Linked DNA regions of Mus musculus: region 2 is linked to region 1. A link is a contact called in public Hi-C data. All regions are on one chromosome and are shown on one strand. Each heading gives the region's core, a stretch centred on a gene start, on an enhancer-like site or on the middle of the called end of the contact. The rest is flanking DNA. Distances are from core to core; before and after follow the strand shown.

Region 1 (5,751 bases), core at 900-3,399:
GCTTTCCTTGCAACCCAACTTTCATGAACATCTAATAATCCTATGATGTAGCCTCCAGCCAATTTTAAGTCTATAACTACAACCGCCCCTTTGTCTAACTTCCACAAACCAAGCCAGTATTCTCTCTGATCCAAATAACCCACGGTCAGTTACCAAACAACTAGACAAGTATCTGTGGTTTAGAATCCGCTGACAGTATCTACACTAGACATCCTCAATATATTCCTGCATCTCCCTTTCCTTTTCCACATACATTCCAATAATAGCTTTGGTCTGGGTTTTCCCTTCACTCCCAGCCAAACCCAATGCCTCTCCATATGCCCCTGCATGACATGGCACCCCATCTTTCAGGAAATGTAAGCCATAAAAATAATCTTTCAGTACATTGATCTCGCGGTGTTGTCACAGTCATCCGGGAAATTAAAATCCTGTGGGCATACACTGGAAGATTTGCCTAATAGAAATAGAAGCAAGGTGCCAACCAAGGAAGTGAGAAAATTGGGACAAAGACAAAATGGGAACACAGAAAATTTGATGAAGCCTGAAAAATTCATATGCATCAGGCACTCTGTAAGGCTTCTACCTTTGCAGAAGAAAGGGAAGTGGTGACCTAGCACGTCAAACTGCCAAAGAAAACACATACTTACCTCAAATATTCAGGGAGTCACAAGACAACAGCCAAGCAGTTCTGAGAAGCAAAGCTCTTCCTGGTTTGGGGAATGGAAAGATCACCCTGCCCCCTCCCAGATTCTTTATAGAGCCTATTGGAACAGTTGCATCTTGCCTAGCTCCCAAGGACAAGCTGTGGAGAGCCACTTCTTTTCCATCTCTCAATTTAGATTGTAGCGTAAAGTCCAAAGCATATTTAGCAACCTCATCGCATGAGTGTTGTGTTTGAATCTGAGGTCTGGAACTGGTGTTTGCTCTCTTAATGATTTACTTAATCTAAAAAGAAACATACTGCATGAAGCCCTAGTCTTTTCCAGCACTTTAAAGATACACATTATCATCCACAAAATTAAGTCTCCCTATCATTATTCTATTGACCAATTAAAGAGACAAGTAATAATGAAACAGGTAAAAAGGAAATTTACTCATTATGGCCACATAGGGAATTGGAGGAAGCAAAAGGGTACAGTTATCACCAAGTCCACCGTCAGGAGTACTGACCAGAGGTTTAAGTCTATATAGAGAGCTAGAGATAGTTGTAAATTGAGCACTCCTGCCTGGTTAAGGTGTGATAGGACTGACCTAGCACTGTTTCGGCTCACTCCGGTCTATCTTGCAAAGTGGTCTGAGAAGTTGTCAGAGCTACGAATCCTGGGAGGCAAGCTCCTTCTCTGGATAGCGCTAGGCCTTCAGTGTTGTTTCCATTTCTCCAGGATGAAAATACCTAAAATTTAAAACATTATTTGGAGTATAATGTTTCAACAGTCTGATGGCCTGAGGGGCGCTAGTGTCTCCTCCCCTACCACAGTGGTTATGTTAGTGGTCTGGAGGACAGGTGGAGACTTTCCAAGTTCTCTTTCAATATTATTAATTTCAGTTGAGCTGTTAGGGCTAGTGAGGAGACTAGGCAGTCTAGGGTCAGATAAATATCACCGTCAATGCTTTTAATAGACAGCCAGATACTGAAGGCTTTCATGATGGTGACTCTCAACGACTTGTCTGACCATCTAGGAAGGAGGGAGAGATGGCATTTGGAATGGGATTGGGATCCACAGCCTCATAAAATAGCTCCAATTCTCAGCTCTCAGTGTTTTATCGCAATCTCCGCTCAGATTCAGTATGCACGGCTGAGGCATAGCCAGCCACAGTCAGGCCAAAACAAGACGTAAAGTGGGGAAGTCATGCTTGCTCCAGTGTTCAGATCACTCCTGTCAGACTGGAGCCGGAGCTGACAGGTTTGGTTGTGGTCAAGCTGCACATTTGAATCCAGCCAAGAGACCGGAGTGAAAGGTTCAAGCCAGGAAAAGACCTGAGTCAGGGGGTAAAAAGGCAAGGTCAGTGGATCAGGGCGGAGCCTGCGAACGGCTGGCGCGAGGTTGGGGCGGGCCCGGAGGCGGGGTCTAGTCCAGTGAGACTCGCGCCTGCGCAAGGACAGACCGGGAGGCGGGGCCGCGCACGCGTAGTGCGAGGGCCCTGGAGGGCGGAGTCCAGGAGGGTGCCGGCCTAGGGAGGGGGCGCGGCGTCGGTGAAGTCCGGCGCTCCCGCAGGCCGAGGAGGCGATGCTGGCTGCTGCGGGGCAGGCGGCTGGACAGACCGGGATGTGACGGAACTGCCTCTCGCCTCTCTCCCATCCTCGGGCGGGCAGGTCGCTGGGCGACCGGCAGCCGGGCCGCGGCCGAGGAGGCAACGCGACCTCCGCACGGTGAGAGTCGGGGGTCAGGGCCGGGGTCTCGGGGCGCCCGAGGCTGCCTGGCTCCGGGGCGCAGCGCGGGCGGACGGAGGGCCGGGTGTCCTTGGCCAGCAGCGCTCTGGGACGACCCTCGGAGCCCCCGCCCCCTCTCCCGAGCCGCCTGCTGTGCAGCGGGCAGGCCGGATGCCCCTGCTCGGTGGTGCTGTGACGGGAAGGGGCCGCGGGATGCCCGGGCTGCAGCCTTCCTGCACCGGGAAATCAGGGCGAGGCAGAGATGCCCTGGGATTTCAAAGCCTGGATGCTCGCGTTGGTGAGGGAAAGTACCTGAGAGCCCGGAATGAGTGGGATTTTTTTTTTTTTTTTTTTTTTAAATCACTGAGTCAAAACAAAGACACGCCCTAAAACACGTCTTGAGAACTTTGGTGGATTACGGGGCGTCTGTAGGTTCAGGTGCTTTACGCCCCTCCTCTCCCTCTTTTGGACGTCTATTTTTATACATTTTTTTTAAAAATGTACCTACTTTCTTGACAAAGTAAAGGGAGGGGGCAATCCATTTGAGGTGGTCGTTGCTCGTAAAGCCTGATTTTGAATTTCAATAATTGCAAATTCATCTTTGCTGGCTACCTAGCCAATTAGGTTTGCTGATCATAAAATAGGCCTTAGCCATGGAAATGACTAGTGCACAGACTCTTCGCCGTTCAAGATTGGAATGCCCTGTTTCACTTAAGGAGAGAGAAAAACCAGGTGGTTCACGCCTTTATCCTGGCATTCAGGACGCAGAGGCAGGTGGATTTCTGTGAGTTCCAGGCTAACCTAGTCTACATAGCAAGCTTCAGAATAGCAAAAACTACCTGGACCTTGTCTCAAAAAACCCAAGCTGGGGGAGGACGGTTATGAATGAGAATAAGCATTTACCTTTTTTTTTTTTTTTCAGAGTAGCCGTTTGAAAAAGCATTTTTTTTGGGGGGGTCAAGAACATTAAGTATTAGTGAGACATATGTATTTAGACAGTTGATTAAAGTATCATCATTTAGATTAAAAAACTGGAATCAAATTTAATGCAAAGGATAACTATAAAGTATGCGTTAAAATGTATAGTGTATAATTGGTAAGGGATGTAAACGTTGATGAAGGGTTTGCATTGGATGAAGTCAGTCTTCTTTCCAGACTTTATTAATGTTTGTCTCTCTTAATTTGTTAGAGTGCATTGCTCTTCTCTTATATGGTGGTTTTCTTCCTTGTTCTCAGCAACACTGACCTCAGTCTCTAGGTTAAAAATACTTAACAACCCTTAACCTGTAATTTGTTCTGTTTCTTTAATACGTCATAACAAGAAAGCCAGAAGCCGCCCTTCGCGCAGGAACTTTTTTATTCTACCTTCCCTCAGGTAGAATCTTTTTGCTTGTTGCCATATTGCTTTTACTATTGTGGGTGAAGAAGAGAATTTTAATTTCATGGTTAGAATTCCTTCAGTCTTTTCCAGTTTCTGGTGCTTGTCTGCGTTCTCGTTTCGTCTACAGTTACACATGTCCTCTCCATGGGACTGTTTGCAGTTCACAGACGATGGCATCTTCCTTTGTTTCCTGGGTCCAGAATTGTCTTCCTAGTAAACATCTTGCATCCCCGCTAGAGCATTGAGCTTGAGTCTTGTCTGGGCATTTCATCTCTTGTTTTCACTGCTCCAGCAGCACCAGGCCACGCTGCACTGAGCAGTTCATCAATTAGGAGTTAACGATTTGCTGATATAGGTCTTCCCCAGGCTTCTGAGTTTCTTCTTATGTTTGCTGCTACAGCACATACTGCTAAAATCTATTTACTCAGTGCATTTTGAGGAAAGGGTCCAGGCTTGAGTGCAGATTTAAGATAAGCTAAATATGTTTGGACTCTCTTAGTACCAGAAAAATTGGAAGAAAAAAATCAGTATTTTAAAAAAATGACTTTTAGAGAAATTGTATGTACTGGTGTTTTACCTGCTATTCTGTGTGTGGGTGTCAGATCTCCGGGAACCAGAGTTACAGACGGTTGTAAGATGACGTGTGGTTGCTGGGAATTGAACTGGGGTCCTTTGAAAGAGCAGCCAGTGCTATTAACTGCTGAGCCATCTCTCCACCCCCAACATTACTACTTTTATTTGTTTAAGGATGAAATAAGAGCTGATACTGTTTGGGATGACATCCTGGTTATGAGAGGAAAAAAGTCGTTCTACTTGAAGATGGAGGAATGAAGGCCATGGCCAGTAAGGGTTAGTCTAGAACTTTATTTTGAGGTGCAGGGGTTTGCCCACAGCTATGACTAGAAAGGGACAGGTCTGGGAACTTGGGCGTCCTTTGGCCATCTTTGTAGTTTACTTTTACTCCCCTCTATCCTAATTCTAAATACGTTTCTTTTTTTAAATTGCATTCATCTATCCTGTGAGTGTGCTCTTGCTCATGCGCCTGTGCTCAGTGCGTGCACTGGGACCTGGGTGAGTAGGTCCTCTGTGGGAGTGCATTCCCTTTTGCCAGCATGTGGGTGCGGGCGATAGGCTTGATGACAAACAAGTACCTTGAGAGTCTCACTGTAACCCAGGCTAGCCCAGAACTCAATGGGTTGCTTAGCTCAGTCTGAGCTCAAATCTCTGCAGCCCCACCTTACCCCCTAGCCTTCTGAGTGTCAGGGTTACAGAAAGGAGCCATCAGTGCCTAGCTTCTAATTTTTAATGAAGGGTTTACCATCCTGGTTCAGTACGAGAGAAATGGATATTTATTATAAAAGGGCTATGTTGGTAGATATTAAATTGGAAAGATTTAGCAGATCATTTGGTTTACTGCTAAAATAGCTTTGAATAACTAAAGCCTGAAAAAGCAAGTAGCTTGCCTCTGTCTCCATCTAACCTCTGTGTCACAGTTCCTGACCTCTTGTTTGCTTGCTTCTCACTGTTCCAGAGAGCAGTCCGTTTGTGCTTTCCTCCTCGCTAGCTGCTACCACTCCTTGGGACCCAGAGCCCTTGAGTGGCTGGGAAACGTGACACCTCATTTGGGAAAATAGGAGAAACTGGACCTTTACCACTCCTGACTGGAGCTTGATAATAAGTTGGTGTTGGGAGCCTCTGGTTGCCATATGGAGACTGCACAGTTCCTTCTGGTGGTAAAGTGAGATTTTGGTATAACTGGGCTACAGCTGGTTAATAGCATGGCTAGAATTACATGTATGGTTTGCCTGTTGTGAAAACAGCTGCTCTGAGTACTCCTGTGATAAAGTTGATAATTGTAGATTTATGCATCTTGCACATCAGTTTTCAACTACTCGAATAGTGTAGTAGGCCTCACTAGTTCTAGAAGACAATAAGCAATTCCTAGTTTCTTATCAATTTCAAATAATTTTATACCACTGGTTGGTGTATAAATGCAACC
Region 2 (5,751 bases), core at 1,937-4,436, 8.7 Mb before region 1:
GAGAGCATCAAACACCTTTTTCTTGCCACTTGAATGATACTGAGAAACCAACATCTATTTCAAGAAAAAATATGTTACCTAGCTGGGTGGCCTGCATTAGCATACAAATGATAAAAACGTTCATTCAGTACAAAGTAAAGTATCATTTGTAAAACAGAAAATGACGGTGATGGCCTTTAATCCTAGCATTTGGGAGTCAGAGGCAGGCAGATCTCTGAGTTTAAGGCCATCCAGTCTACAAATTGAGTTCCAGGACAGCCAGAGCTGCACAGAGAAACTCCCATCTCTAAAACCAAATGACAAAACAGACAACAAAAAGAAAAGAACAACGATATTCTTTGATAAAAATGATGTCATCTTTAAGAGTTAAAACTGCTTTAAAAAAAAAGGTTGGAGAGATGGCTCAGCAGTTAAGAGCACTGACTGCTCTTCTGAAGGTCCTGAATTCAAATCCCAGCAACCACATGGTAGCTCATAACCATCTGGAACAAGATCTGAAGCCCTATTCTGGAGTGTCTGAAGACAGCTACAGTGTACATAAATATAATAAATAAATAAATCTTTTTTAAAAAAAACTGCTAAAAAAAAGCAAACAAAACAAAACCACAACTGATTATTAGCATGGAAATACTTGGACTACATCCTGCCAAGAAATGGGAAGACATTTTAAATGTCTTGATTAAAAAGGAAGGAAGGAAGGAAGGTAGGTAGGAAGGAAGGGAAGGAGGGAGGAAGGGAGGGAGGGAAAGGAAAGGACATGGCTGCTCTTAGATATGGTGGAGGAGGAAGTTTATTATAGATATGTGGGAGAGCATGTCTATGGCTCCGCTCTCCCACATATCTATGCTCTCTCACATATCTATAAGACAAAGACATCTGGTAGAGTCCAGAGGACCAGGTGACCAGACTGAGCAGGGCTGTGTGGGGGAGAGAGAAGAACTGGGTGCTGTAGCTAAGAGGTCAAAAGTACAAAAGAGGCAAATGTACTAAAGTACAAAATGGCTGGATTATACAGGGAAGAGGCACCTGGGTAAGGGCAGCCTGGCCCCTGGGCTGGAGAGTTCTGGGGTAGAAGACAGGGTATGCCAGCCATATCCTGTAACAGGCAGGGACTAAGGGATGCTGGGAGAACCTGGAGGTCAGGTCTGCTTTGATATTAATAGGCACCGTAGCCATTTGTCCCAGGGTTTGAGACTTGACACTGTATCTACCACTTTTAATTACACTTTAATATAGCATCTCCTAAGCTAGAGGATCCTGGTTCTCTTTGGCATCGGAAGCATACAGAAGTGTCTGTACATGGGTAACTATCAGAACAGTGTGGATCAATGCCTCCATGAATAAAACACAGTTCAAAGTTCATACTCAATTTCTTACTCTGCATACTATTAATAGAGACATTGGGAAAGAATTTGGGATGCAGAAATGCAGATGCTTTGTTAGTGGGGCTGTAATGTACAAGTGGACAGACTGCTCACTGAGCAAGATTATCCAGCCAATCCAGTCGTTATGGTAGAAAATACCACCCATGTTCCTCTATTTATCATGAATTGCAACAGTATCATCTGCCCATAGAAAGCAGGGCCTTCCAACAGATCCCTCCAAAAGCACAGGGCACAACAGAGATGAGCCTGATTGAAATAATGACTTTGAAGGCTCTCTGACAGGTTACATCCTGAGAGCAAGACAACTTGCCCTACTGACCTGTTTCCACAAAGTAAACATTAACAGTGAAGACTGTCTGTTCTTGAAGTAAGAGCAAGATTGGAGATTGTTTTCTCAAGATAGGATGGGTTTATAAAATGAATTTTTTTTTCAATTTAAGAGAATGGTCTGAGGTGACAGAGTGCCTCAGCTATAAAACAGGATTTCTATGAAGTTACAGCTGACCTTGACCAAACTCATCAGTCAGCCACAGTCCAAATAATCTCTGCTGGGGCAGCCTGTTCCCCAAAATGAACTGCCTTTTAATAAAACAGATAATTCCAGGAAAGGTACATCATAGACCGACACATAGCTCTATGGCTGCAAGAATTTCATTTCCAAGCCACCCACTTGCCTCTATAAAGGGCCCCAGCTAGTTTACTCCCTTCTAAGACACCCATTTCCCTCCGGAGAGTGTCTTTCCTTCTTTGTTTGAAATAAACTGTCCATCTGTTGAGGTCAGACTCTGGTCTCTGTCTTCTCTTTACTCTGTCTTGGAAGTCTAACATAACAGAGCCTCCGTGTCTCCCTGAAACCAGGAAGTGAGTTACAGAATCAGAGTTATACTAAAAACAAAAACCAAACCAAACTTGGGAAGGCTTAAAAGCCATAGAATTACTAGAGACCGTCCGGTGCAACGATCTCCTACTTATAGCAAGGAATAAGACAAATAGATAAAGGAGATTAAGTGACTTGCCTGGAGGTGGCAAAGCTGAGTTTAGAACCTAGGTTTTTGTTTTTTTTTTTTTCCTCTTTCAGTCTAATAATCTACCACACAAGGCTGGCAAGACCAGTTAGTTATAACCAAGGTACATCGAATGCGCACAGACTGTGGGAAAAGACTAAGACATAGGGACTTGGTTTCCATCCAAGGCCTTACTGCACTACAGAAAGAACAGGAAGCATAAGGACAAGAGGGCAAGCAATCTAAAGAACTGGCACAGTGACTCTAGGACGCCAGTTTTGTAAGTGGGAGTGGTCGTGCCCAGGTGAGCAGCAGGCGTAGAGGTGGGGTGCCTTCTGTATGAATGGGCTGAAGGTTGGGAAAGGGCCAAACCAGGTGACCGAGCAGGTCTTTCGGATGCTGAAAGCAGGCCTAAAGCCAGGAACGTGAGCTAGCAACTTCCAGGGCCCCTCTGGGCATACAGCTGAATCACCCACGGGGCTCATGACCCGAAAGTGTAAAGATGAGTGGGCGAGAGCCTCACTGCGGCTGGCATCCAGGGGCGTGGAAGCGAGGGGGCGGAGCCACTGCGTCGAAAGTCGTGAGGCAGGGGCTCCACGGATGCCGAGACCGCCGCGACCCCGTCTGACCCCCGCTTCCAGGCGCGGAAGACTACGTACAGCCTAGCGCCAAACGGGAGCTCCAGCAGAGTCCTCGGGCCTTCCGGGGAGGCGCGCGCGGCTGGGGGCGGGGCCCCTGTGGCCCCGCCCACGCAGGGCTGCGTAACAATGGGGCGGGCCCCGGAACGGCGCTGCGGCGGCCGGGGGCCGGCGGGGAGGCGGAGTCGCCTCGGCCGCAGCTGCTGCCCTGCTCGGGATTTGAAAGATTATAAAGTCCGGGCCGAGAGGGCGGCGGCGTCGGATGCGCGTGTGGCGGAAGCGCCGGCGGCATGAACTACCCGGGCCGCGGCGCCCCACGGAGCCCCGAGCGTAACGGCCGCGGCGGCGGTGCCTGGGAGCTGGGCTCGGACGCGGCGGGCGTGTTCGGCGGCGGCGGCTGCTGCTTCGAGCACCAGCCGGGCGACAGCGTGCCGCTGTCGCTGCTGCGCGCCGAGCCGCTGCACCTGGCACCGGGCGCCGACGACCTGAGCCACCTGGCTCTGGACCCGTGCCTCAGCGACGAGACCTACGACTTCAGCTCGGCCGAGTCCGGCTCGTCGTTGCGCTACTACAGCGAGGGCGAGAGCGCGGGCGGCGGCAGCTCTTCTTCGCCTCCGCCGCCGCTCGTCGCCCAGAACTCGGGGGGCGGCGGGGCGGCGGGAGGGGGCCCCGGGGACAGGAAGCGCGCCCGGCCCGGCGGCGCAGCCGCCCGGCACCGCTACGAGGTGGTGACGGAGCTGGGCCCCGAGGAGGTGCGCTGGTTCTACAAGGAAGACAAGAAGACCTGGAAGCCCTTCATCGGCTACGACTCTCTGCGCATCGAGCTCGCCTTCCGGACCCTGCTGCAGACCACGGGCGCCCAGGCCCGGGCGGCGGGCCGCGATGGAGACCGGGTGTGTGGCCCAAGCTCCAGCTTCGGGGAGGAAGACGAGGAGGACAGCGCCTGCGGCTTCTGCCCGCGCGCGGCGGGGCCTGAGCCGGAGATGGAGGAGCTGGTGACCATCGAGCCGGTGTGCGTGCGCGGCGGCCTCTACGAGGTGGATGTCACTCAAGGAGAGTGCTACCCGGTGTACTGGAACCGTAAGTGGCTGGCCAGGGGCGGGCCAGGCTCGGCGCGCGCTGGACGGCGTTTGGGGGTTCGGTTGCCCCCGCGATGCCTGCCTCGGGTTAGGATGCAGGTTGCGCGGGGTGCCTCGGCAGGTGAAGGGTAAAAGAGCAGATGGCAGCGCCCAAGCTGCTAGCGGGGTCAGGAGGGGAGGATTCCGCCGGGGATTGTGCCTCCTGGGTGAGTAGAGTGCTGCTGCCATCCCCTGGAGGGTATCCAGGAACGGATCCCCAAGCCAGTAGCTTTAGTTTCTTGACCGTACCAGGGGCTTTGTCCACCTGGATATCTGATTCGGTCTCGTGTCTCCTGAAGCTCCTGTGATTTAAATAACATGTCCTGGAGTGAGTGGAAATGCTTGAGTGTTTTTATGAGAATCAACAGTTCAGCTTAAAACCTGAGAAGAGAAAAGCCCTGACGGGAAAGGAGAGTTACAATGTGTTATTCACAGTGGATGTGTTGGGCACAAGAGGAAAGAACTGCAGGAAGTGGCAGTGCGAAGTGGGTCCGTACCCTCTGTATAGAATGTTTTCATATCTCTTGGGTCCTTTTTACATATTTTTACTTTTGCTTCTTAACCTAGAAAAATTGCACGACCTCGGTTTTCACATCTGTTAAATGGGACTGTCATAAAGGTCTGAACGATGCTTTAGGCAACACGGGTAGGTTTAAAATCAGAATGAGGAAGGGTAATCCATAATCTGACGTGGCATGCAGCAGTTATTAATATATATGATATGTAGTAGTAACAAGTTATTGGCCATCAATAATTTGTACCATACAGTATTAACTTTATGGGCTTCAGTGCCCTTACTCAAATGTCTTTTCCTGATCTTTTGGCCCTCTATACATCTTATATTATTTATTCTGATCTATATTAATTATGTGTATTGATGGCTTAGCTTCCTTTCGGTTTATTTAGTAGCTTCTGGTCAGAGTCCACCACCTTTATCTTTGTACTCATAAAGCAGGTATTCGATGACTTGGTACCGAATTGCATCAGTGATTCTGATAATGCTAAAGCATGCATGCATTAGGTGCAAGTAACTATGATGGCAGATTCAGCACATTCCAAGTCAGGTATAGGTAGCATAGCAGGAAATTTCTTGCTACTCTTCAGGACAATAAAGGCAATAAAGGTTGTTAGTTTTTTAAAGATGAGACTCATATGGACTCTGTTAGGTCACCTCTTGATTATAAACTCACTGAGGACGGACTTAGTAGTTGTATGTGCTAGCACAGTACCTCTGTGCACATTGTTTGGAAACCCATGTCTTTCAGAGGCTTCCCATCCCATTTCTTTTTAAATGATCCACACATCACCATGGGTCTTTCCTGCAGATAAAAACACAGAACTTAGTGGACCCAGAAAGCAAGGTCAGAGGGGCTGGAGAGATGGGTCAGCAGGTAAGAACACCGAGGGCTCTTCCAGAAGACCCTGGTTCAAATCCCAGCCCCCATACTCCCCATGGCAGCTCACATCTGTCTGTAACACCATGATCTGACACCCTCACACGGACATACATGCAGGCCAAACACCAGTGCACATAAAGTAAAAACAATAAATATCAAAGGGAGCAGGGGAGTGAGAGCATAGAGCATCCTGGAAAGGGGGGCTGGAG

What was found. A called contact is a pair of places that touch in the nucleus more often than the background predicts.
Region 2: a contact with region 1 is called in a Hi-C map of regulatory T cells, with 7 times the contacts expected there. The contact joins the promoter of Ddhd1 here to the promoter of Ccser2 in region 1. A contact is called at or near these places in 2 of 484 Hi-C or Micro-C datasets (CD4 T cells and regulatory T cells).

Annotation. Positions count from the first base shown.
Region 1 is chr14:36,965,162-36,970,912 of GRCm38.p6, reverse strand. Ccser2 (coiled-coil serine rich 2) reads left to right here and starts at 2,149. Exons shown (of 11, transcript NM_027045.1): 1 at 2,149-2,371.
Region 2 is chr14:45,655,578-45,661,328 of GRCm38.p6, reverse strand. Ddhd1 (DDHD domain containing 1) reads left to right here and starts at 3,186. Exons shown (of 14, transcript NM_001042719.2): 1 at 3,186-4,107. The coding sequence starts at 3,318. It overlaps Mir5131 (microRNA 5131), which reads left to right and starts at 3,276; the gene lies at 3,276-3,368.